Regions from separate parts of the Zea mays genome. Here region 2 is linked to region 1. A link is a contact called in public Hi-C data. All regions are on one chromosome and are shown on one strand. The core of a region is the stretch at or near the end of the contact, and the rest is flanking DNA. Distances in the headings are between cores, read along the strand shown. Region 1 has its middle 100 kb from the start of LOC100274875. Region 2 has its middle 6.6 kb from the start of LOC103638620.

Region 1 (4,853 bases), core at 1,293-3,792:
GTCCAATTCTCATGTGGCCTGCAGTGGCTCCTCAGTCCGGTGAGCGGTGAGTCTGGCGCTAGCATTCACTGTCCATGCCATCTCGATCGTGTGACAAGCTTGGCTTGTCTAGCTCAGTTGCAACGTGCTGTATTGGTTGAGCAGCTTCGAGTACAGAGAATTGAGCGTCACATTTGTATTATTGCTTGTAAAGCACATTTAGTGTATGCAAGACGGAATAGAAAATTCTTCTAAAGATGTCAACTAGACAAGAATCAGTTTACTTGCCAAACGGTTTTAAAAATGATTCTGATTCTCCAAGAGAATCAGAAGGATCAACTCCTTAGAATGATCGAGATCTAGAGCTAAAGAATCAAGAATTGGAGTTGTACTAAACGGGCCCTTAGACTTTACAGACGGGATTGGATTTTTGCTCCACGAGAACCCAATTACCCAACCATTGCCATCCCTCGACATTAGCCTATCCGAACAAAAAACGTGGGAAAATTCCCGCCACTCTCAAATGGTGAAATGGAGCAGTGGCTGGCGCTGTTCCGCCACCTCCTCACCTCCCCCGCCGCCAACGCCGCCGCCTTCTCCTCTTCCCCTTCCTCTGGAGACTGCCCCAGCGCGCCTCCTTCGGCCGCCGCGCTCCTGCGCCTCCTTCTCTCGCCAGCGCCCACGCTCCCGGCCTCCGACCCCACGGCCGCCATCCTCTTCCAGACCCTACCTCCCTTCCTTCAGTCCCAGGCGCTCTCCTTCCTCGTCTCCTCTGCTGGCCTCCTCGATCCGCACCTCCTCCGTACCCTCGCAGCCCGTGTCCTCTCCGCTCCACATGGCCTGTATGGACTATGGGTCCTCCGCGGCGCCCGTCATCTGATCGACGGATTGCCTGAAGAGGAAGGCGTCCCTGGTGTTGCCTCCGAGGAGTTTATCGATGGGTTTCACGATCCGCCAACGTGGCTTCAAGAAGCGGGCGCGCGGGCGCATCCGGTCTTGCCGTGGCTCCCTGTTGATTGCCGGAGCTTGATGGGTAGCGGGTGCGGGACCCGTGCTGGTCGTGGCGGTGAGTATGGTTCGGACGGGATTGGGTTGGAGAACTTGGTGTTGGTGCAAAACGAGGACGTGGAGATGCAGGAGGCTGGACGTGTTCTTCCTCCTCAAGCTCCTCCGCTTGAGGACTCAATCATGCAGAGAGTCGTGGCTCTGCAGAAGGAGATTGTGACAGTGGAATCTGTCTTGGCGGCCCGGCGGGTGGCGAAGGATTTGCAGGACCTTTGCGTTGAGTCCAGGAATGCTGCAGGAGTGCTTAGCTTAGTACAGCCGTGGGAAGCTGACGATGACACTCTGAGGGTCTTGCTTTCCAATTTAGTGCTTGAGGAAGATGGGGTGGATGGAAAAGGACCAGCACTTGTTCTGTGTTCTGTTTTCTTACCACAGTTACTGGAGCTTCAAAGACCAGCTTCATCCGTTCTCCTTTCCACTGCATTGGGTCTCTGCAAGCGCCACCCAGCTGCAGCACTGGAAGCTGTACTCTTTCCACTGGTTCTTAGAAAGGGCGGCCTAAATGTTCCCCAGTGTGATGTGTTAACACGTATTATCAAGGAATGCATGCATCCACTGCAAGTTACTGCTTTCTGCCATAGGCTGCTTTCAGGAAAGGAGCAAGAGAGGAAACCAATCTGTATGCCTCAGCATATGGAGAATATCGGTACTCATTTGGTGTGGACGGAATCTCTGTTTGCACTATTTTACAACATTCTTAGTCAAGATATTTACTTGACACCAAGCACCGTTAATGAGCTAATTTCTGTGATTGATGACCGGGCATCAGAGTTCCCGAGGTCATTGAAATTTGGCAACTTTCTGCTGTGCTTCTTATCAAAGTGTTGGCATGAATGTAAGCATCAGAGGGTTTTACTTGAGAGAGCTGCCAAGAGAACCAACACTTTCCTTACTAAAGCTATATTGGCGAAACTGCGCCCTGCCAGTTGAAATTATATTTCTAAAGCATTTAAATTTGAACAACTTGTGAGTCTCATTTCTACTCAGAAATATGACGATTTAATTTTCTTTGAGGGTATGTTCAATTTTATAGTACTACTATGCATGCATTGATTTAACATCTACTAACTTCAAAACATACAGCTCGTTAGTTCATAAACCATGCAAACTGAAGATTGGTTCATATGCAAAGCAACTAACTTATTTTTGTGTATATGTTAATTCTTAATGTTTATAAGATTCTTAATTAAATAATAGCAATGTCATCAATGTTTTCATATCGTCTCATTAATAGCGATTAATTGACTGATCACAATTGTGCACTCGATCGATAAACAATAGCGACACAATCAGAGTGATTAGAAACCTGATCATCCGATTAATCGTCATTTAATCATGATTAGTCGTTCGATCAGGTCGCGGACGATCAGTTTGCCCGCGTTTGGGAATTTTCAATTTCGGCCCACTTCGTTTTTTGTTAGCATTCATATTGGACCAGTGCAACCCACTTGACCTTTCCTATACGCAGAGCTTAGCCCACACACGAGAGTAGTAGAGCATCACATAGCCTGGAGATTGAAGAACCCTAGACCAGACACTAGAGCAGTAGAGCACAGAGACAGCGGTGCGCCATCGGCGCCCCCTCCTTGGTCCCCAGTGTGCCCACTCCTTGGTCCTACAGTAGCTGACCTCTTCTCCGCAGACCTCGACTCCTTGTTCACCGGTGACTTGCCTATAGTGCTCATGTGTTGGGTGCGCCCCGTCATGGAAGCTGTGGGCTGTGCTCATATCACTCCCCAAGTCCCTAGACCCTAGTCCTCGTTGTGAATTTGTGATCCGAGTCCCTAGTCCCCAGTCATGTCACCTGCAACTTGCTCGATTTAGAACTTAGGATTCAGAAGGCGATTAATCGGGCTGATTGCTCCTCTAGCGATGAGAATCGATTAGCCATTCTGAAAACATTTTAATGACATTTTCATAATTAACATGACATATCACTGTTTGAAGAAACCCACATGTTACATTTTTTTTTGATAAGAAGATTACCCCATTTCTATATTTCCATAACAGAAATATAGTAAAGTTTAGACAAACTGTCCAGGATAACCTGCAGCAAAAGAAACCTACTCCTGCAAACTCACTACAACATAAGTTTATCTATCAATCTGAATGTCACCCCCGGATTTGAGAAATTTGCTATTTTGCCACTCTCAATTTTGGCTGTCTGTTATTATGCCATCCTGTGTCTATGACTGGTGGGACCGTCTGTGTCTATGATTTGTGGGTCCGATGGCATATTGGCGAAGCCCACAAATGATAATGGCAAAATTGCCAATGGCTCCCCCGGATTTAGGAGGCCAAACCCGGGCGAATGTCAAATGTGTGATAGAATCAAGTCTCACACATATGATGAGTCATGGTACAAAAACGGATGTCACATCTTTTACTATATAATATGAGTTCTATACAAAATAACTAAATAATTACATCATACGAAGACAATAATCCAGCAATCTAAGTTGACTGAGAGGCGGCGGTCTAGACCTCTCACAAACTCATCACAACATCCTTCATGCTCCTTATCTTGGGTACCTATTCTTGACCTGAGGGATGTGAGTACAACAAGGGTGAGGTCACATTCGTTGATCGCTCAACAAGTTGTGGGGAACAATGTGGATGAGCTCACTTACAGTGGGGCTCATGTGAAGTGTAAGACTTACCAAAGGAGATAGTTAAAGCTGAGCATTGCTTTTAAAGTTGGTCAAAATTTTATTAGCAGTTACCAAGTATAATTAGATACCAACCCAATTAAATAAGATATCACAATTAATAAAAACACCCACAATACAATGCATACGACAAATTTAGTTTCATAAATTACTAATGTGAGTGTCCGAGCCGCTCATTACCGTGAGCACGACTAATATACCAGTTTTGCACTCTACAGATGTTGTGTATCTTTACCTACAAGGCGTGTTTCCTGATTAGCCAGGGTTAGCTAGATCCTTAGACACTTCCAAGGTGAATGACTAGGGATCCACTGCGAGGCCTTTCCAAAGTTCCACTAGTTTAAGAAAACCTGCTACAGATTCAGGAAGAAGGAAGCATATGAATCCCTCATCTGAAATGCCATCGCAGCAGTTCGACCCGAGAACCCCCTATACTCTGCAGCGACGCCTCCCCGGTCGCCCTTTCGGGTAAAGTAATCTCTCCCTAGCTTTCCTAATTACTTGGCCAAGGGCGTCCTATTCTACCCTTGTGGTAACACTGTTTTTTCGGGTGGTTCTTCATGTTCCAATTAACATGATGATCTTATCATAAACAATAATTAAAACAACAACATAATTGTAACATGATCATAATATAACATTAATTTTCCAAAACCAGGTAGAGCAATAACAACTCTACCCAATAGTTCTTTTATTTGCAAGGTGTGGGATAAACAATGCTAAGAGCCTAAGAAACCTATCGGGTCCCATCAAATTAACCTGAGCATGCCACAGTGATTAATAGGACATTATTGGGTAAAGAAGAGTGATCAAGGGCACAACTTGCCGTAGACTTGAGATTCCCAAGTACTTCTCCAAGCCAGTCTTCAAATTTCTCGTGACCTCACCGCTATTCATGGGCCCGAGAACCATTGAAATCGGAGATATGGTTCAAAAGATATAGTTCTCGGAAGATTTTAGTGATTAAGTAATTAACAACTATATTCTATGTTGATTAATATAAATCATCTGAGAAAAGATATTAAAGAAATAACTAATTCAACTTTAATATAAGTTATCACTTGATTAGAGATCATTTGCCAATCAAATTATATTTATAGTCAGATTACTTTGCTAAAAAGATTATTCTACTATATGTAG
Region 2 (4,853 bases), core at 799-3,298, 210 kb before region 1:
TTTAGAACCAAACCTCGGTAAAACAAATCACCGTGTTCATCCGCTTTATTTCTTGGTTCATTTGTTTTCCCCCTCTCTCCCGGACTTAATATTCATTCTAACGCTAACCCCGGCTTATAGTGTGTGCTTAAGTTTATAATTTTCAGATTTCGCCTATCCACCCCCCTCTAGGCGACTTTCAACCACACTATGATTGTGAGACTCCATGGCATATTCTTGAACCAAACAAGGATTCAGAAATATGAGATCCTCGTATCCCTATTTTTATGCAATATAACTGAAGGAAATCTAGCCTATCGTTAGGTAATAAAGATGACAGGTTACATTAAGAGCCTGGACGCACTTGGTTTTACTCTTCTTGATAAGCTAGCTATAGACGTGATCCTCTAGTCTCTTTGTCCAAGCTTTGAGCCTTTCATTTTGAACTTTTACATGAATAACATGGAGAAGACCTTCGCTGGTATGCTTAAGATAGCCAAGTAGAGCATTAAAAGAACTCTAATCATGTGATGATGGTTTAGAAGGATAGCAAGAGGCAAAAATACTTTAGAAGGGCAAGGCCAAGGCTAAAGATGAGATCTCAAAACCAAATGCAATGCCCAAGTGTGGCCCTTTGCAAACTTGGGTGTTGGTCTAAGAAATGCACGATATACTTGGAAGAAAAGAAAAAAAAGGAAAGTGAGACTTCTACTTTAAGTATATATGTTATTAAAATTAATTTTATTATTTACTCAAGTGATCATGGGTATTTGATACTGGATCGATGATTCATACATGCAAATCATTGTAGGGACTAAAAATGCCTAGAAAATTTGCAAGAAACAGAGTTGAATATGTGCGTTGGCAATGGAGCAAAGGTTGTTACACTGGCCACTGACATTTATCATTTTCATTACGCTCAACATCAATTTTGTAATCAAATAATTATTATTATATTCTAGCTTTATGTAAGAACATTATATCTTCTTCATGTATAGAGAAAGATGATGGTTATAAGATAATAATTAAGAACAAATGTTGTTCCATTTATTTGAATAACATGTTTTATGCACTATTTGGGACTTGTCAAAATTCTGAAATAATAACAACACGACAACATGATTAAATTATTATATCCTCCTCCCTTTCGAAGGTTGCGAGGGGAGGTGTGGTCCGGGTTTCATAACATTCTTCATAAATACGTGTGAGAAGCTTATCCTTCAATCAATAAAATATGATTTCATAAAATTAATCAACAGTACAAAGCTCATGTGTTCATATGTATAAATAATTAAAGACATAGAGTACACATGTACATTAAAGGAGTTTATTTTTAACACGTAGGCTTCAGCGTTGTTATACCTTTAGAGTCTACCTAGAGGCGAGAATGCTACAGAAGTGATGTTTGTGAATGGTCGACACCTTTATCTAACTTAGATTCCGATGACTTAGACAAACTTATCTAGAGTTTGTCCAACTAATGTAAATCATAGTTCTTCACTTCTTTGCTTCATCCAATTCAGATTCTTGTTTCGGCTCAAACTCGGTTTCAAATGCACATTTTCTAAAAATATAAATATCTAATCCTTCTAAGGTGCTCAAGTATGTTCCTAATGGCATTTAGAACTTATCCAAACTTATGAACTCCTCAAGGTTTATCTTATCCAAAATATGACCTTCCAAGCCTTGATTTAAGCTAATTGTTGTACTTAGTACTTCAATTTGATTCTTATAAAACTAATTATATAGATGATGACTAAAAGATGAGATAAATTTATTAAACCTAATTAAGCTTATATTAAATACTTACTAATTAATATTTAAATATTTGATTTGACACGAACTAAGCTTTAGTTAGGGAGCTAAACTTTAGTTAGGGGAACTAAACTAAATTTCAGAAGATTTACCTTTTCAGAATCGAGAACTTGTACCAGACAAGCTCTGTTTCTCTTTCCTTGAGTTAAGGTTGGTATTGATTGTCGCCTTTGACCTTTTGTTCCTCTCTCGATCGAGGACATTGCATCTCAGACATCGCATCCAGGCGCCTCGCTGTCCATGTGATCGGGAAGTATGAACAGACCAGGAGTACAGGAGAGAGAAAGGGGACAACTATCCTTTTTGTCAATTTCCTTTCCTTTCGTGTTGTTGATTAGTTGCACGAAAACTTTATAGCTAGGTTATATTTTTCAGCTGATATATATAGGAAAACGTGGACAGTCCCTTGGTTGAATCTTTTGAAGAATTTATATATATCGTGATGCCGTTCGAGCTCAAATATGATTTGTTTCCCAGCTACCAAGATCTATCAATGGCCGACGCATTAGGATCGATGGCAAATTAAAGACGTAGTCAAAACGATGATATGATTGATAGGTGTTGTTGATGTCAAGACTCGACCACGGTCACCGAGATGGTTAGTTAGTGTATTTGGTAGGTACAGTACACAACAAGATGCCTCCAAATAAATAAAGAAACAAAGAAAGAAAAAAGAGCCAGGTTGAGATCGAGTTGGTGCAGTGCTGTTGAGGGGTTGCTATCACCTTTCAGCACTCTTGCTCGCTTTGTTATTCCACCTAGCAACAGAAGCTCCCCGTCCACTGTTACAGTCATTCGCTTTATCAGTGGGTAATTATATGCCCACGTACAATTTAAATGTCTTCAAATTTTACCTGGTCCTGGAAGAGTTAAGTGACAACTTCAGTTTATCAGTGAGTGAGAGAAAAATGCATGTTCCATTCATTTTTTCTTCAGCAGTTTGAGGATAAAAAAACGGATATATACTCGATCCAAGAGAAAAAAAAACAGATTTCTGTATATGATTGGTGATAGGCTGACGCTGATAGCGGATAGCCTTCAGCCGGAAGCGTGCAGGCTGATGAGTGACATAGGAATGAATCGATGCGTCTTGCTCAAGCAAGCAAGAAACGTACATATAGACTTTTGGTTGCCTACACATGATCTCATGCCGTCCAGCAGGATCTGTCGCTTCACTTGTCAATCCAAACAGCAAGTTGATGTGTCTCTCACAATCTTATCTAGCCAACTATTTCCCCAACTGCATGCACCAACTCGTTCGATGCTAGCTTGCCTACAATGTGCAGCGTAGCTGGCGGCTCCGTTCATATCTTAATTGACCCTAATTTCACGCCCCTTCATATCTTGGACCCTATCATCCCTTATATATCTAGTTTCTGAACATTGTCATCGTCCCTTCCTATCCTGATTCGCCGGATCATATCATCAGCAACATATTAATTGTGAACGCATCCTGATGTATATCCAGTGATAGATGCACATGTAGGAGACCACATACATGGCCTTAGAGTGTATTGAAATGGATTGAGATGAATTTTAACTTGCGATGAATTTAAATCGACTCAATACCACCTAATTCACATAGATTAACGATGAAATGAACAAGCCTTAACTATAGAAAAATCACATTAGATAAACGTGAACAAGGTTGTTTGCTTCAGCTTAATGTCAGTTGTTCGGACTGCTGAAAGCTGCAATTAATAGAGGCAAACCTTGTGGATTGACACGACGACACTATATATGTATTATTAGATCTAACCACAATGCCAAATTGCCCAGATCCATGGATATATTCAGCTGATGAGCTGGAGTTGCCGGCTTAGCTGCATGCGGCCAAACTATGAGGGGTAGTCTCATGGTTCTCAATTGCTGTGGTGGTGGTATTCTCTGTCTTCGGGTTGGGACTTGGGAATGCATGGCAGCCTGGAATGCCGGCCGGACCCCACGTGGAACTAGCTAGCTGCACATGGAACTACTGTGCTTACCGTTCAGACATGCATCGGCTCATGCTGTACTGGTACTGGCCGTACTGCTGTCTCTTGAGCATTTCACGTTCTTGGACTGAATGTTCATCTTCGTACCTTTCCGGCAATATATTTGATCCAATCTTGATTTGCCATGTGCTGCGAGATACTTGAATATATTTCTTAATTTAAGATAAGGTTCTTATAATATATGATTACAAGACTTTGAATTCTCGTCATCTAAAGGCACCTCGGGCCAGCTAGGGTACCCAGCCACATACACATTGGCACAACTCTTAGGACTCATTTGGGACCAAGAGAAATGGAGCGGATTGAATAGACCAAAATCCTTTAGAGCTAGTTTAGAAACTGAAATTCCCTTCGGGATTGAAGAGGATTGGAGAGAAAATTAGTTAATTTGCACCTCAATCTCTTTCAATTCCGAAGGAGGTTTGAAGTTCCCAAAGTAGTCCTTACTATTTAAAATTGAATAATAAGAGCAACTCCAAAAGAACGTGTAAACTAACCCCAAAACAGATATTAGTCGAGAATAGTGGTTTTTCTTACTCCAACAGCTCCCTCATTCTTCCCAAAAAATTAGCGTCCCGCATCCACAACCTCCTCTCCCTCATATTTTGGTGTGTTCCATCCCTCCCCAATCCATTCCTCAACATATAAGATCATCCACGGCCTCCCGACGACGACTGTACAGATTGCGCCACATGTCACATTTAAAGAAACTGTTGGAGTACCCATCATAATTCACTCTTAAAATTTTTTAGCCTACTCTTAATAATTATTTTTTGGGGTAAAATTTTTAACATCTTTTTAGAGTTGCTCTAAGGGATTTTAACCCACTCAATACCCTCCATTACACTTGCTACTAAATAAGCCCTTAGATGTTTTTCATTGTTCCGGTATAACTATTTCTGCACATGCATCTCGTGCATATTCTATCCTAGATCACATCCTTGTGTCTCTTCGTTTTGTAGCTAAACTACTTGTACAAATGCATGATATATATTAGATCCAATCACAAACTAGGAACAGTCTCTACTATAAAATATTTTAGAAGATAAACTTTCTAATTACAGA

The links. A called contact is a pair of places that touch in the nucleus more often than the background predicts.
Region 2: a Hi-C map of leaf shows a contact between it and region 1, with 4 times the contacts expected there. The contact joins two enhancer-like sites. A contact is called at or near these places in 2 of 25 Hi-C or Micro-C datasets (leaf and tassel).

Annotation. Positions count from the first base shown.
Region 1 is chr9:86,027,264-86,032,116 of Zm-B73-REFERENCE-NAM-5.0, forward strand. No RefSeq gene overlaps it. Among protein-coding and RNA genes, the nearest start is that of LOC100274875, 100 kb to the right of the region's middle. Within about 2 kb of position 2,543, at least 13 of the 20 cell types and tissues checked have an H3K27ac peak or open chromatin away from gene starts, as enhancers often do. A contact at or near this core is called in leaf, where this site is marked.
Region 2 is chr9:85,815,938-85,820,790 of Zm-B73-REFERENCE-NAM-5.0, forward strand. No RefSeq gene overlaps it. Among protein-coding and RNA genes, the nearest start is that of LOC103638620, 6.6 kb to the left of the region's middle. Within about 2 kb of position 2,049, at least 10 of the 20 cell types and tissues checked have an H3K27ac peak or open chromatin away from gene starts, as enhancers often do. A contact at or near this core is called in leaf, where this site is marked.